2 separate regions of the Triticum aestivum genome follow, and region 1 is linked to region 2. The links are chromatin contacts, called in public Hi-C maps. All regions are on one chromosome and are shown on one strand. The core of a region is the stretch at or near the end of the contact, and the rest is flanking DNA. Distances in the headings are between cores, read along the strand shown. Region 1 holds the start of LOC123137026 (cytochrome P450 711A1). Region 2 holds the start of LOC123137025 (cysteine synthase).

Region 1 (7,130 bases), core at 3,560-6,059, 220 kb after region 2:
GTGATGTTTTGTTCTGAATGCTATGCTTGTAATAAGGGCATCTCCAAAGCAGACCCACAAACCACCTGCATACGTCTGGATCATGCTGTCCGGAGCACGGAAGCCATCGAGCGGGCCTGTATCGGTCCGCGGCATGGTCCAACCGTACTTTCTCTCGCAAACCGAAGAGGAATGCGGAAGCTTTGCGGGAGCCCGGACACCAGACAGTAGGACTCCGACACCGCCGGCCCACCCATAACCCTTCCCGGACCCCGTGTCTCCATCCTCACCATTTTCTCTCCTTCTTTCTCTTTTGCCTTTGTCGCCGCCCCACCACCCCAGTCGCCACGCCACACCCCTGCCGGAACTCTACGTCTCCGTCACGTCCAACATTCCAACCGGCTCCACCCCGCTTCTCCTTCATCGTCGTTCAACCTCTTTCCTCCGACCGCCCCGCCAGATACCATCCGCTACTATTATACTGACCATGCCTGACAATTGTTCGATGAATTACCGAAGCTAGAAACAGTTTTTGCTTCTTCTTTCTAGCAATGGATTCCGATTTGGAGCACATATACGAGCATTATGTTGAGTCTTCTAACGAGGAGGCTACTCGGATGAGGTGGCAATGATGCAGGTGGTCCTTGAAGACACATAGTGTGCAGAGGAGCATGTTCTCAATTTCAAGGGTTCAATCAAGGGCCATTGAGTGCTCAACCGCAATAGGGCTCGCTGACACTGATGACCGACTACTTTGCCTCGGATGCGCTCTTTGCTGACCATTTTCGTTGGTGTTTTCGGATGCGCAAGAATGTCTTCGATCGTTTGTACCATAGCGCCCAATCTAATGATGACTACTTCTTCTTGAAGAAGGATGCCATGAGAGCGATTGGCTTCTCTGGCTACGAGAAGTGCACGGCCGCACTACGAATGCTTGCATATGGCACAGTCGTTGATCACGGGGCGAGTACCAACGGATGTTTGAGAGCACATGTGGGGATGTCGTGGTCAGGTTTGCAGCTGCCGTGATCGAGATGTTCAGACCTCAGTACCTGAGAGAACCAACTGTGGCAGACACCAAGAGGCTCTTGGCAATCTCAGAAGCAACATGATGGTCAGGTTTGCTTGGATCTCTTAACTGCATGCATTGGAAATGGAAGAACTGTCCAAAGGCTTTATAAGGGCAATATCACGGTCAAGTTAAGAAGCCCACCTAGTTAGCCAGAAAAAGGCTCACTTTGCCCAAAGACAAGAAGAATTTAGAAAGGATGTTGAGCGTGCATTTGGAATATTGTAGGCTCGTCTTGCAATTGTTTGTGGACCTGCTAAACAATGGGATACGGAGACCTTGTGTGAGGTGCTGACATATTGTGTGACCATGCACAACATGATCGTCGAGAATGAGGGTGACGATGCTGCTGCAGCTCTAGAATTTGAGAACATATGGGTGATCCTATCCAACTTACAGACCAGAATTTGGCCACACTTGAAGAGTTTATTCAAATGGATCAACAAAATCAGCATCGACCAACTCACGAGCAGCTGAAGGAATATCTAATTGAGCATCAGTGGGCGGTTTAAGGGGACAACAATGTTGGCATGTAATATTTAAACTTTTCAAAATTTAAAATTAGTGTTGCATGCGGCTATTTAACGTCTGCACTCTATGTATGCGGCTATTTGATCATGCGGACTTAAAAAAAAAGAGGAAGGCCGGATGCCCGGATGTATACGACCACAGTTGGATGGCAGCCTCCCGCATCCATGTCAGCAGACGGATGTGGGGAAAAAATTGCAGGTTACCGTTGAAGATGCCACCATCAGGTTTAATTTACCCCTGAGTTTCCTTTGTATCCTTCTCTCTAACAACTAACAACTACGAGTTTTAATAAGAGCATATGAGGCACTGGAGAAGAGATAAAAACAAAAGAGTAATAAGCGCCGGCGCACCGGCCCAAATTTGGGCCGGTCACAGCCCAGGCGTTGGATGCGTCCACGTACAGCCATCAAATCTAGGCTTCTCGTATCATTTTCTCTCGAAAAACAAATCTGGTCACGCCAGCAGAGAACAGGAGCAGCGGCGCCGCAGGCACTCGCCCTGGATGACCACCTCCCACGCCACCGCTTCACCGCTGGCCGCCGGCGGCCACCACCACTTCGCCGCCGATCGCCCTCGCCGGTGGTCGGTGCCTCCCATGTGTTTCTTGTCGCCTTCGCGCATGCAACATTGAGTGCTTGCAGGTTGCAGTCAAAAATTGCCATGGTTGCAGCTCTGGCTAACGACGGGGTGCAGCTCCGATGGCGGCGATCGCCGGCCGTAACACCCCATGGACGAGCAGTGTACCTCCTCTTCAGTTGCTGGTCGCAGGAAAACCGCCAGCCGGTCGTAGCAAACGCCGACAACAGTTGCAGCAAAAAAACGAGATCGTCGTTCGCCGCCGCTGACCGTCGTAGCAACTCGGCTCGCCGGTTCCAGCAAATTTGAGACATGGTTCCAGCTCGTTGTGCCAGTTGTAGCAAAACATGACATTGGATGTAGCAAGACACGACGTTGATTGTAGCAAAATCTGCGACGACATTTTGCATGATGAAGAAAAACGTGATGCCGGTTGTAGCAGTGCGGGGCGGCTGGTCGTAGAAAAACACGACGTTGGATGTAGCAAGTTGTGCGATCGATTGTAGCAAAAACACCGAGATGTCATTTGTGCGATGAAGCAAAATGCAGTGCCAATTGTAGCAATGCGCGGAGCTGGTTGTAGCACTTTGCGACGTGGTTGTAGCATGTAGCTCTGTCGAAGGTCGGTTCCAGCAAATCTCGCACGCATCCCCATCGCCACGTGCCCGTTGAAGCTTTTTCTTGCGTCGGTTGAAACTTTTTCCCATGCTGATTGAAGCTTTTTACCACCATTGACGCTCGTTGCACAGGGTTGTGCTCGTTGCACATGGTTCCATGAACTAGGGCCACCAGTCATCATCATAAAAAATGGATGTAGCAAAAAAAAACTCGCGCAAAAAGACACCAAGTTGCAGCAAAAAATTGTGGTCGTCGCCGTCCCAAGTCGCACCTCTTCCATGAATTGATCTAACAAATTTTCTCATCGCTCGTAGCAAAATCCGATTACATTTGCAGCAAAAATCGTTTTCCCCGTCGTCGCGGGTCGTAGCTCCACCATGAGTCGATGCAGCAAAAAATATCATTAGTTCCAACATGCAATCATTGTGGTCGTAGTATGCAGCAGCACGTGATGACCCAACAAAGGGTAACGCTGAAGATAAGAAGAAATCTGAACGAGGAAAGCTGGACGAGCGGCCGTGGTGGGCCAAGGCCACGTGATGGGCTAATAACCACATGACGGGCTAATAAAAAAACAACAACGCAAACATGGATCGCCCGATTCTTTTTGGGGTTGGTCGCTGTGATCGAGCGGCGCACACAGGACCGGCCTAAGCTTCAGCCGGTGCGCCGTTGCTAAACGATTCCCAAAACAAAAACTGGATACACCAACAACACACACAACATATCTTTTTTTTTTACCATATTATAAAGAAAGGATTGTTTCTCCAGTTTTTTTCGTTCATGATGGGACACACATAATTTTCGTACGTCCCAGGCTTCGTACGTCGCAGACCTTTCCTGGTGTGGGAGTTTTCTCGTTCTCCTGATTCGTTTCTGTCAAAAGAAAAAACACAGGACGCACAGCGCCGCAATGGGCCGGCCCATTAGCGTACAAACAACTTCGCCAGTAAAAGAACTTTCAAAAAAAATACCGCTACACAAGGAATCGTAACCAACCGCTCATACTAGAGCACTCAAATATTAACCATTAGACTATACAAGACTAGGTGTTTAATTAGCACCATGAAATTTTCAATTAAGTACATAGTCGCGCCAGATACAGAGAGGAATTTTTTTAAGTGAATATATTTAAGAACGTGAAAACTTTGCAAAGTTGTTAATAAAAATTTTAAGGCCAAACATTTTTTTAAAGAACAATATTTGTCTTTTACTTTTTTTTAAACCTGAGTATTTTTTAAAACACAAACAATTTATTAAAACTAGAAGGTACTGTTGTGATTATTTCATGAATTTGCAAACATTTTAGAAACACAAATATTTTTTAACTTTAAATTTGAAAAGGTAAACATTTTTGTAAACATGTTTTTTCTAAACTGGGAGGTACTGTAGCTAAATTGTTTTAATCTATACCTATATTAATAAAACTTGGCGAATATTTGAAATATGCCCACATGATGCTTTGTTTTACTTTATTTTATTAGACTAGGGATATGGAAGGAATACTTTTCTTTATCGTGTCTTCACGTACAACCAGTCTTACTCGGCCAGTGACTCCCGTCAAAATGCATGAGGAGTCCAACTAAGGTTTCATGGTCTATCTGACACAAACTACTCAATTTATACGATGACACAAACATATATTATGTGCAATGTTTTTTCCTATTATATTAGCCAGATGATAAAAAAAAACTATGTTCAACTCTCTTGATCTTCATCGGGCACGAAGGCAGCTCAACAATCCAGCTATTAGACCTTGCCAACCTTGGTTAGTGACAATTGGTATTACGACCACCGGCGACGAGGACAGCAAAGACGACAAGCGAAAACATGTGTCTGGTGTTATATTGAAATGAAGGATATGGACCTGAGGAAGAGGTATTAGTCATGTTTATCCTATTATGGGCATGAGGATGAGGTTTTTAGCCATGCTCAATGATAAAGACATGTAGGGGCCGTTTTCTCCCGTTGCAATGCACCGTCCAGCCGAGACCAAAACCAACACGTCGTCGACGCAATTCAAAGGCACCGCACAATTCGAGACTGCACAACGCTGCGAAACCTGGCAGAGAGCCGGAGACACCCCTGCTGCCACAGACATCATGATTTATTTGCGGGGAGCCACAGACAACATCTGACCAAGACGACACTGAAGACAGCAACGCCGACGACGAACGCCGCTTTATAAACTGGCAGGCACGAGCAACACGAGCCAATGCAGAGACCAGACCCAGACCGAACACTGATAGGCAGCCACACAGCTCCTAGCTCCTTCTTCCTCCATCTCCATGGAAGGCACCAACTGCTCCATTGCTCTGGAAACCGCAGGCCATGCCGCGGCACTCGGCACAAGCGCGCCCGCACTGCTCCTCCTGTCTTGTGTGGCCGTGATCGGCGCGTTTCTGGTCTACTTCTACGCGCCATTCTGGGCCCTCAGGAGGGTCCCGGGGCCTCCAACCAGGTTTCCTCTCGGCCATCTCCATCTCCTCGCCAACCACGGACCAGACGTCTTCCGTGCCATCGCCAAGGAGCACGGCCCCATCTTCAGGTAGTAGTAATGTTATATCCATCATCATCATCATCTTCTTCTTCTTCTTCAGGTGCCATGTAATGGCGTTCCAAAACATGGACGTGATGCTCGATCGGTGCAGGTTTCACATGGGGAGGCAGCCGCTGGTGATCGTGGCCAACGCGGAGCTGTGCAAGGAGGTGGGCATCAAGAAGTTCAAGGACATCCGCAACCGGAGCACCCCGCCGCCGACGGTGGGGTCGCTGCACCAGGACGCGCTCTTCCTCACCAGGGACTCCACCTGGTCCTCCATGAGGAACACGGTGGTCCCGCTCTACCAGCCGGCCCGGCTCGCCGGCCTCGTCCCGACGATGCAGCCCTACGTTGACGCGCTGGTGGACAGCGTCGCCGCCTGCCCGGACCAGGACTGCGTCCCCTTCTGCCAGCTCTCGCTGCGCATGGCCATCGACATCATCGGCAGGACGGCCTTCGGCATCGACTTCGGCCTCTGCAAGAAGGTCGCCGCGGCGGACGGCGGCGAGGACGTGAGGGGGTTCCTGGAGGAGTACAAGAGGTCCATGGAGTTCATCAAGATGGACCTGTCCAGCTCGCTGTCCACCATCCTCGGGCTCTTCCTCCCGTGCGTCCAGACGCCGTGCAAGCGACTACTGCGGCGGGTGCCCGGCACGGCGGACTACAAGATGGAGGAGAACGAGCGGCTGCTGTGCCGCCGCATCGACGCCATCATCGCCGGCCGGCGCAGGGACCGCGAGAACAGCGCCTCCCCGCCGGGCGCCGCGCTGGACTTCATCGCGGCGCTGCTGGACGCGAGGGAGAGCGGCGCCAGGGGCCTGGCGCTGGAGGACAGGCACGTGCGCGCGCTGGCGTACGAGCACCTCATCGCCGGGACCAAGACGACGGCGTTCACGGTGTCGTCGGTGCTGTACCTGGTGTCGTGCCACCCGCGCGTGGAGGAGAGGCTGCTGGCGGAGGTGAACGCGTTCGGCGGCGCGGCCACGGACGCCGACGACCTCCAGGGCAGGTTCCCGTACCTGGACCTGGTGATCAAGGAGGCCATGAGGTTCCACCTGGTGTCGCCGCTGATCGCCAGGGAGACCTCCGAGGAGGTGGAGATCGCTGGGTACCGCCTCCCGAAGGGCACGTACGTGTGGCTGGCGCCGGGGGTGCTGGCCCGCGACGCGCGGCAGTTCCCGGAGCCGGAGGAGTTCCGGCCGGAGCGGTTCGCGCCGGAGGGGGAGGAGGAGCGAGGGCGGCACCCTTACGCGCACATCCCCTTCGGCATCGGGCCGAGGGCGTGCGTGGGGCACAGGTTCGCGCTGCAGCAGGTGAAGCTCGCCGTGGTGCACCTGTACCGACGGTACGTCTTCCGCCACTCGCCGGCCATGGAGTCGCCCATCCAGTTCGACTTCGACCTCGTCCTCGGCTTCCGCCACGGCGTCAAGCTGAGAGCCATGAGGAGGACGAGGAGGGACTGATCGCCAGGCCCTTCCACGTGAATCATTATCCCCAACCACAAGCATGCGCATGATACGACGGCTTACGTGGCGAGGTGTGTGTGTGTGTGAGCTGAGTTTACATCATGTATAGCTAGCTAGGTGGCCAGAGGCGGGATATGTCGGCGTGATTAAGCTGCTAATATTCTGATTAACTAGCTACAAGTTGTTTAAGAAACGGTAATCTGAGATGTGCGGCTAGCTCTTTTGTGCTCAATAAGAAACCAACGCTGAAGGGATCAACTTGGAACTATCAGTCCGATCAACTTGGAAACAGGCAATCCCATCAATTTTTCGATATTGGAAGTTGTAAATGTGCTGCGGAAATTGATTT
Region 2 (6,967 bases), core at 4,212-6,711:
ACTTCCAATCCAGTTCTGCTCACAGAGCCCAGAAAGAACATGATACTCTGTGAAATGCAGTGCATGGAACTGGGTCAGCTTCCATGATAGAGGATCTTGGGTATTCTTTTGCCTCTTTAATAGCAAGAAACCACCAACTGCCGAACCCACAAGCATGATACTGGCAAGAACAAAAAAGAGGGCTATAAGCCTCCTGGAGATATCATTGTTGTTGTTTGCTCTTGCGCTGCAAATCGGGAAATTAGGGATGGAATTATTCGATGAGACACAGAGGCCTGGATTGAAGAGGAAGCTTCGCTCATATGCTTCGTTTTGCAATGATGTTGGAATTTCCCCCGTGAGTTGATTCATGGAGAGGTTTAGAAAGTTCAGTTTTAACTTATTGATCGCTTTTGGGATCTCGCCAGATAGCGCATTCGAGGAGAGGTCAAGGATGGTTAGCCCTGATATAAATCCAAATGCTGCAGGTATAGTACCAGATATCTGGTTTCCACTTAGATTAAGTGAGTTGAGCTTTAGCACTCCAATTGTCATGGGTATTGATCCAGTAATTTGATTTCCAGAAAGGTCAACATCTGTTACCTGTGAACAACAACAACAACAATAACAAAGCCTTTAGTCCCAAGCAAGTTGGGGTAGGCTAGAGGTGAAACCCATAAGATCTCGCAACCAACTCATGGCTCTGGCACATGGATAGCAAGCTTCCATGCACCCCTGTCCATAGCTAGCTCTTTGGTGATACCCCAATCCTTCAGGTCTCTCTTAACGGACTCCTCCCATGTCAAATTCGGTCTACCCCGCCCTCTCTTGACATTCTCCGCATGCTTTAGCCATCCGCTATGCACTGGAGCTTCTGGAGGCCTGCGCTGGATATGCCGAAACCATCTCAGACGATGTTGGACAAGCTTCTCTTCAATTGGTGCTACCCCAACTCTATCTGTTACCTGTGAAATACCCAATAAATCCCAGGGAATTTCACCAGAAAGAGAGTTGTTTGCCGCACTGAATAGTTTCATTTTGCCTGCTAAAGTTGGAATGGGACCAGAGAATCTATTGTTGCTTATGTCAAGACGCGTGAAGTTCCATGGTAGCTGGGTAGGAAATGTGCCAGAGAAATTGTTGTTTTGGATCATAACCACTGTTAGCTCATTTGTCACCACTGACCAGAGGCTCTTGGGGAACTCTCCAGTAAAATGATTGTTGTACAGCATTAAATTGTTCAACCGATAGCAGCCATCTAGCGATTGTGGAAGCTTTCCAGAAAAGTTATTATTAAACACAACGATGTCATATAACTTCCTGTTGGAGCAAAGATCAGCTGGCAGCTCGCCCGAGAGATTATTGTTGCAGACCTCAAGATTGCCTAGTGGTGAGTGCTTACCAAGCTCTGGTGGAAGGGAACCAGATAACATGTTCTCAAATAGCCGGATGTCTCTGAGATTCGGCAGCAAGCCAATGCTCGGCGGTATTGACCCATGAAGTTGATTCGTGTAGAGAAACAACACCGTAAGGTTGATGAGCCTACCAAAGTCATCTGGTATTGTCCCTGTTAGTTTGTTTGAGGACACATCAAGCTCCACCAAGTTTACGGCAGTGACACTGGATGAAATCTTGCCTGTGAAACCGTTGATATACATGTACAGGCACCGAAGCTTCTTATGCTGCCATACCCATGTCGGAATTGTGCCTTGCAGCATATTATTTGACACACTCAAGAGGCTGAGCTCTGTGAGGCTTGACAGGCTCTCAGGGATCTCACCTGTCATGTTCATACCTGACAGCCACAAGTATGTTAGGCGTGTCAACTTGCCAAACTCAACTGGAAATGGAGCTGGCAGAAATGGGTTTTCCGCTAGTGTCAGCACCACGAGGTTTGTCAGATTGCTGATGTCCTTTGCTGGGTAACTTCCGTTGAACTGATTGTTGTCGAGGAGCAGTGACTTGAGCTTCGGAAACCATCCAATGGATGGTGGAATTTTGCCCATGATATGGTTGGTTGATAAGTTGAGATGCTCTAGCTTTGCTGATAAACTGTGTATGTCAGCTGCGAGTTTCCCACCAAAGGCATTGTTGGAAAGGTCTAGGTACTTCAGATTGGAGCAATTGTAGAGTATGGTAGGGAATGAAGTAGAGAAGTTATTGGAGGAGAGGTCCAAGTAGGTAAGATTCTTGAGGAGGCAAAGGGATGGTGGGATTGGTTTCCTAAAGGTTTGCTGTGGAAGGGAAATGGCAGTGACCTCACCTTTTGTGCATGTAATTCCTCCCCAGCTGCAGTGGTCAGAGGAAGTAAGGTTCCATCTGCCAAGCACAGGTGAGCTCCCCCAGTATCTCTTGAGCCCCAGAAGGATTTGGTGTTCATCACTATATTGATATGTGGACTCTGGGTAAGATTTGGGTAGTAGTGAAATCAGTGCTGTGAGGAACAGCAAGAAGCTAACACAGTAATTGTTAGCCATGTCTGCTAAAACTTTTGGATTGAAAATCTCTTGCAAGCTTTGGGTGGAGAGGGGCAATGCATGGTGGACTCGCCTTTTGCAGTCTTCTCTTGACGTCTCCTGCTTACTGGTCAAGATGTCCTCCTCCACAAAAAACTAAAAAAGAGCTACCCATTATTTATCAACACTGGAACTATGTAATCGTCCTCCACATGTAATATCTCTCCCCGCCCTCCCTGTTATTAAGATATTATATGAAAGTCGAATTTATTCCACTCTCATTTGAGAGTGCGATACAAGGAGGTATTTTGTGTTTGGGAAAGTCCGAAGAAAAAATTATTTTGAATCTGCCTTTTCCTTCTTTCCCTTAAAAAAATAACTCAAGAAAAATCCAATTATTTACTCTACAAGAATTTTTTTATTTTGCTTTGCTTGGGAAAAATATCCAAGACAGTTAATCAGATATCTTGATGAATTTAGTTTCCTTTTCGACAACTTTCATTTGATTTATTTTATTTCTTATAAGCATTATGGTGATGGATAAGTCTGAGGCGTTTGGTTTGAGGAATTGGTCAGTGAATGGACGTAACCCACTTTGAGGAATTGAATGGGTTGCTCCATATCACCATCTCATCTTTCATAAAAGAATAAGTCTAATACTAAACAAGGGATTGGGTCATACAATGATGGACCAGCCCATCCTGTGATGAGCTAATTCGTCAAACAATCACACAATCAATACCCTCTGTGACCTGGCATTATAAGATACTCCCTCCGTTCACAATATAAGATGTTTTGAATATTTCAATATAGACTACATACAGACTGAAATGGGTGAATAAACACACTAAGACATGTCTATATACATCCGATTCACACAAAAGGTTAGAGCATCTTATGTTTGTGAACAGAGGGAGTATTTACTTGTCACGCTAGTGCATTTCGTTTTGTCTCCTAACAAAACAGTGTCTGGTATTTGAGTAACTGAGACCTCCGCTTCTTATAAGCCAGTGTAAGATAACACTAGACTTCTGGATCACCCCTACGGTGTCATTGCCTTGATATGGACATCAGAAGGTCATGTTGACGTTGACGCACTCTTCCTTAACCTGCGCAAAGAGCTCCGAGTTCAGATACCTCTCTGCACCACTGGAAAACATTGTCACAATCATCTTTCCCCTGTTCTCCTCTCTTGATGCAACCTGTCAGGAAGGGCATGAATCAGAGGACTGGATAAATAAGTGGATTTATATAGCCTTCACTGTACTATCTGCTAAAAAATAAAATCCTAGACTCTTGGGAAAAAAAGAGCTTGCCTTTAAGCAGGCAGCTGCATTTGCCCCTGAAGATATGCCAACAAGCAATCCTTCTTCCCTTGCCAATCTTCTAGCCATGTCCATAGCTTCTTGAGTAGTTACTGTTACAATTTCATCTATCTGGGATCTATCCAATATTTCTGGGACAAAACCAGGCCCTATTCCTAGGATGTTGTGGAAGGCTGGCTCGCCACCTACAGATCATAGGCAGGGAAGATCTTACTTATTTACAAGCAAAGAAAGGTAGCCAGGTTTATAACCAAACATGTATAGTAGGAATATCATTTATTCAATATATTTATCATAGTAGTAGTTTCTTGCCTGAAATCACTGGACTTTCAGCTGGTTCAACGCATATTAATTTTACAGATGGGTTCTTCGTCTTGAGATACCTCCCCACGCCTGTGATGGTGCCTCCTGAACCTGAAGCAGCTATAAATATGTCCACTTTGCCTGCTGTATCTTTCCATATCTCAGGTCCTAAGGACATTTAGTTCGATGCATTAGTGCTGAGGTTCAGTTTTTAGCCAGGAATCTTAAATAAAAATAAAGAGTAGAAATGTTGCATGGAAGTGTGATCCTGCAGAGGCCAACACCACATAGCAACATTTATTGCATATCATCCATCAATTTATTTCAACATCTTATAAGTTAGTCAGTCCGTAGTCTTCGACTGAGTTTTCCTTATAGTCAAACAATCTAAAGTTACTCAAACGCTACTGCTACTGCATCCAATTTAGTTCAAATATATTGTGTTACCACTTACCAGTCCATCTGAAGTGGGCATCGGGATTTGCAGGATTGGTGAATTGATCTAGAACATACACATCTTCCACATCCTTCTTCATCTGTTCTACCCTATCAAGTAAAGCTTTGAATCCATGCTGTACAGCATCTGCAGGAGACAAGCATGTTACCATCTGGCACGTGATATGAGGGGCATGGTACCTCAGCTCCTTACCAACTAATACCACTTCTACGCCAAGGTATCGCATCAGTATCTGCTTATCAAGCGAGAGTTTAGCAGGCATGAGGGCGATGAACTTGTATCCTTTCTGAGCAGCAATGAACGCCACGCCGATGCCAAGATTACCACTTGTGACCCCCAGCAGTGTTGTGATGCCAGGTGTGATCAAGCCTTTCTCCTCTGCATCTTCAATCAATCTGCAAATTTGTTCATCCATTCATATTGCTGTCGAGACTCATGACGTTACGTATGGTAGATTTGAGGTGAAGAATTTCTTCCTGGGAAGGAAAGTAAAAAAGAGCAGCCACCTGAGAGCACTCCGATCCTTCACAGAGGAAAGGGGCTGGTACGGCTCAATCTTCCCAATCAGCCGAGCACCTATGCTGTCTTTCTCAGTGATGTTTCTCAGTTCTATCAGTGGTGTCCAACCAATGAGCTGGAAGGCATAGAATTTACTTGCAGATTAAAGATAACAAGCTTTGTACAGTGAAGGAATAATGACTATATACAGAGAAAGTAGGCACCTGTGTGATGTTGGTGGCAATGCACTCCCCCTGCGAGGACAGCAGAGATGGTATCCCTTTCCTTCCTTCCTGTGGCTCCATTTCTCTGGTACTAACTCTGCAACAAATAAAACTACTAGAACTTAACAAGCTCGAATGTCTTGGACAAATGGATGAACAGAAGTATGAGGTACTCCAGCGTTCAATGATGTTATATAGCTGAGAAGTCCCATTCTGATGGTATACTACATGGATAAATTAATACTAAATTTGGAGGTTTCAGGGAAGTTTCCCTGAAACTTCCATCCAGATTTTTTTTAATTGAAGTCTGTTGACATATGACACTACATCAGTGTGCAGCATACCAATCAGATATCAAATTCAGAAACCACCGATTGGTTGGAAGCCTAGAACTTGGAACACAAGTTTCCCTGCATGCCAAGAAACCTCCTATGGGTTGGAAGCCTGGAACTTGGACCCCAAGTTTCCCTGCTTATAGAACAAGACAATCAACCATTATGCAGAGGGTAAGCAAATAATTTTAGAACACCGATAACGCCCACACGTGTGAGCGTTAAGGGATCTGGCCACACGTTTTTTATGGTGTCTAAGAGAATCAGCCCACACGTCTACGTGTGGGCAAAACAAGTAATGCCCACACGCCTCTTTTTTTGTCTCGCGGTCCCTCCCACACGCTTCCGTGTGGGCAAAATCGAAAAGGCCCACACGCCCGTACTCATGGTCCCGCATGCTTCACGTAACAGTCATCATGCGTCCTCGCAGTTGCCATGGTCCGGACCCTCTTCCATGTTCGTTTAACTGCAGTTGTCATGTTGCTGAGCTATAGTTGCCATGTCTGACAACTACAGTTGTCATGGTTGCTCAACTGCAGTTGCCATCTCAGGTCAAGTGCTGGATGCCATTTTTGGACAATTGCAGTTGTTGCCATGTATTGTCTGGTCTACTACAGTTGCTATGATTTGAAAAACTTTAGGGGTTGCCACCTACTAGCACTAGGCAGTTGCCATGTAGTACTATAAAAAAGGCATGTAAAAAAACATGTTCGGGTAAAGAGGGAGTTGCCATCTGCTTACAAGCAACTAGGGCAGTTGCCATGTACCCTGCAGAACACATGGCAACTCGAAGTAAAAAGTGAGAGTTGTCATCTGCTTACAAGCACGCTAGGACAGTTGCCATACACGCTGCAACACACATGGCAACTGACAGCTTTGGGTGTGGGAGAAGAGACGGGCGTGTGGGCGAACTGATAAACGCCCACACACCAGCCCTTTTGCATGCGTGAAAACTGGCTTGTGGGCGAACTGCTAAACGCCCACACCTCAGCCGCTCCGCATGGTGAAACGGGCATGTGGGTGACCGGATGAATGCCCACACACCAGCCCAGTCCTACCTGGCATAAAAAACCTGCTAGAACGCACCAGGATTCGTGCAGAAATGGTTGGACGAGGATCCATGCATGTAGGCGAGTTGCCAGAGGGCGTTAGTATTTCCGTAATTTTAATCTGAGCTGAACCATCGACCATCCTGCTGTATATATATGTTATTAAATACTCAAGGCAGTGATGGATTATTTCGCAATTTAGCAGGTCACAAAGTGCCAAATGTAGCCGTTGTTAGACTCTTGGTCTGTGACTTCGCTGCAAGTTGAGACGACTGGTTACGTATTCATGAACTGAAGATGCTGGGGTAATCAACACAGATTTGGCAAGCTTCCCTGCTCTCTTA

What was found. A called contact is a pair of places that touch in the nucleus more often than the background predicts.
Region 1: a Hi-C map of leaf shows a contact between it and region 2, with 6 times the contacts expected there. The contact joins the promoter of LOC123137026 here to the promoter of LOC123137025 in region 2. A contact is called at or near these places in 3 of 5 Hi-C or Micro-C datasets (all in leaf) and 1 of 1 datasets of contacts at active chromatin or transcription factors (leaf).

What each region holds. Positions count from the first base shown.
Region 1 is chr6B:305,168,531-305,175,660 of IWGSC CS RefSeq v2.1, forward strand. It overlaps LOC123137026 (cytochrome P450 711A1), which reads left to right and starts at 4,810. Exons shown (of 2, transcript XM_044556560.1): 1 at 4,810-5,321; 2 at 5,425-7,062. The coding sequence starts at 5,062. The coding sequence ends at 6,778.
Region 2 is chr6B:304,948,930-304,955,896 of IWGSC CS RefSeq v2.1, forward strand. It overlaps LOC123137025 (cysteine synthase), which reads right to left and starts at 5,462. Exons shown (of 7, transcript XM_044556559.1): 1 at 5,243-5,462; 2 at 5,027-5,154; 3 at 4,713-4,915; 4 at 4,518-4,646; 5 at 4,073-4,231; 6 at 3,752-3,945; 7 at 3,076-3,637. The coding sequence starts at 5,323. The coding sequence ends at 3,506. It also overlaps the pseudogene LOC123137024.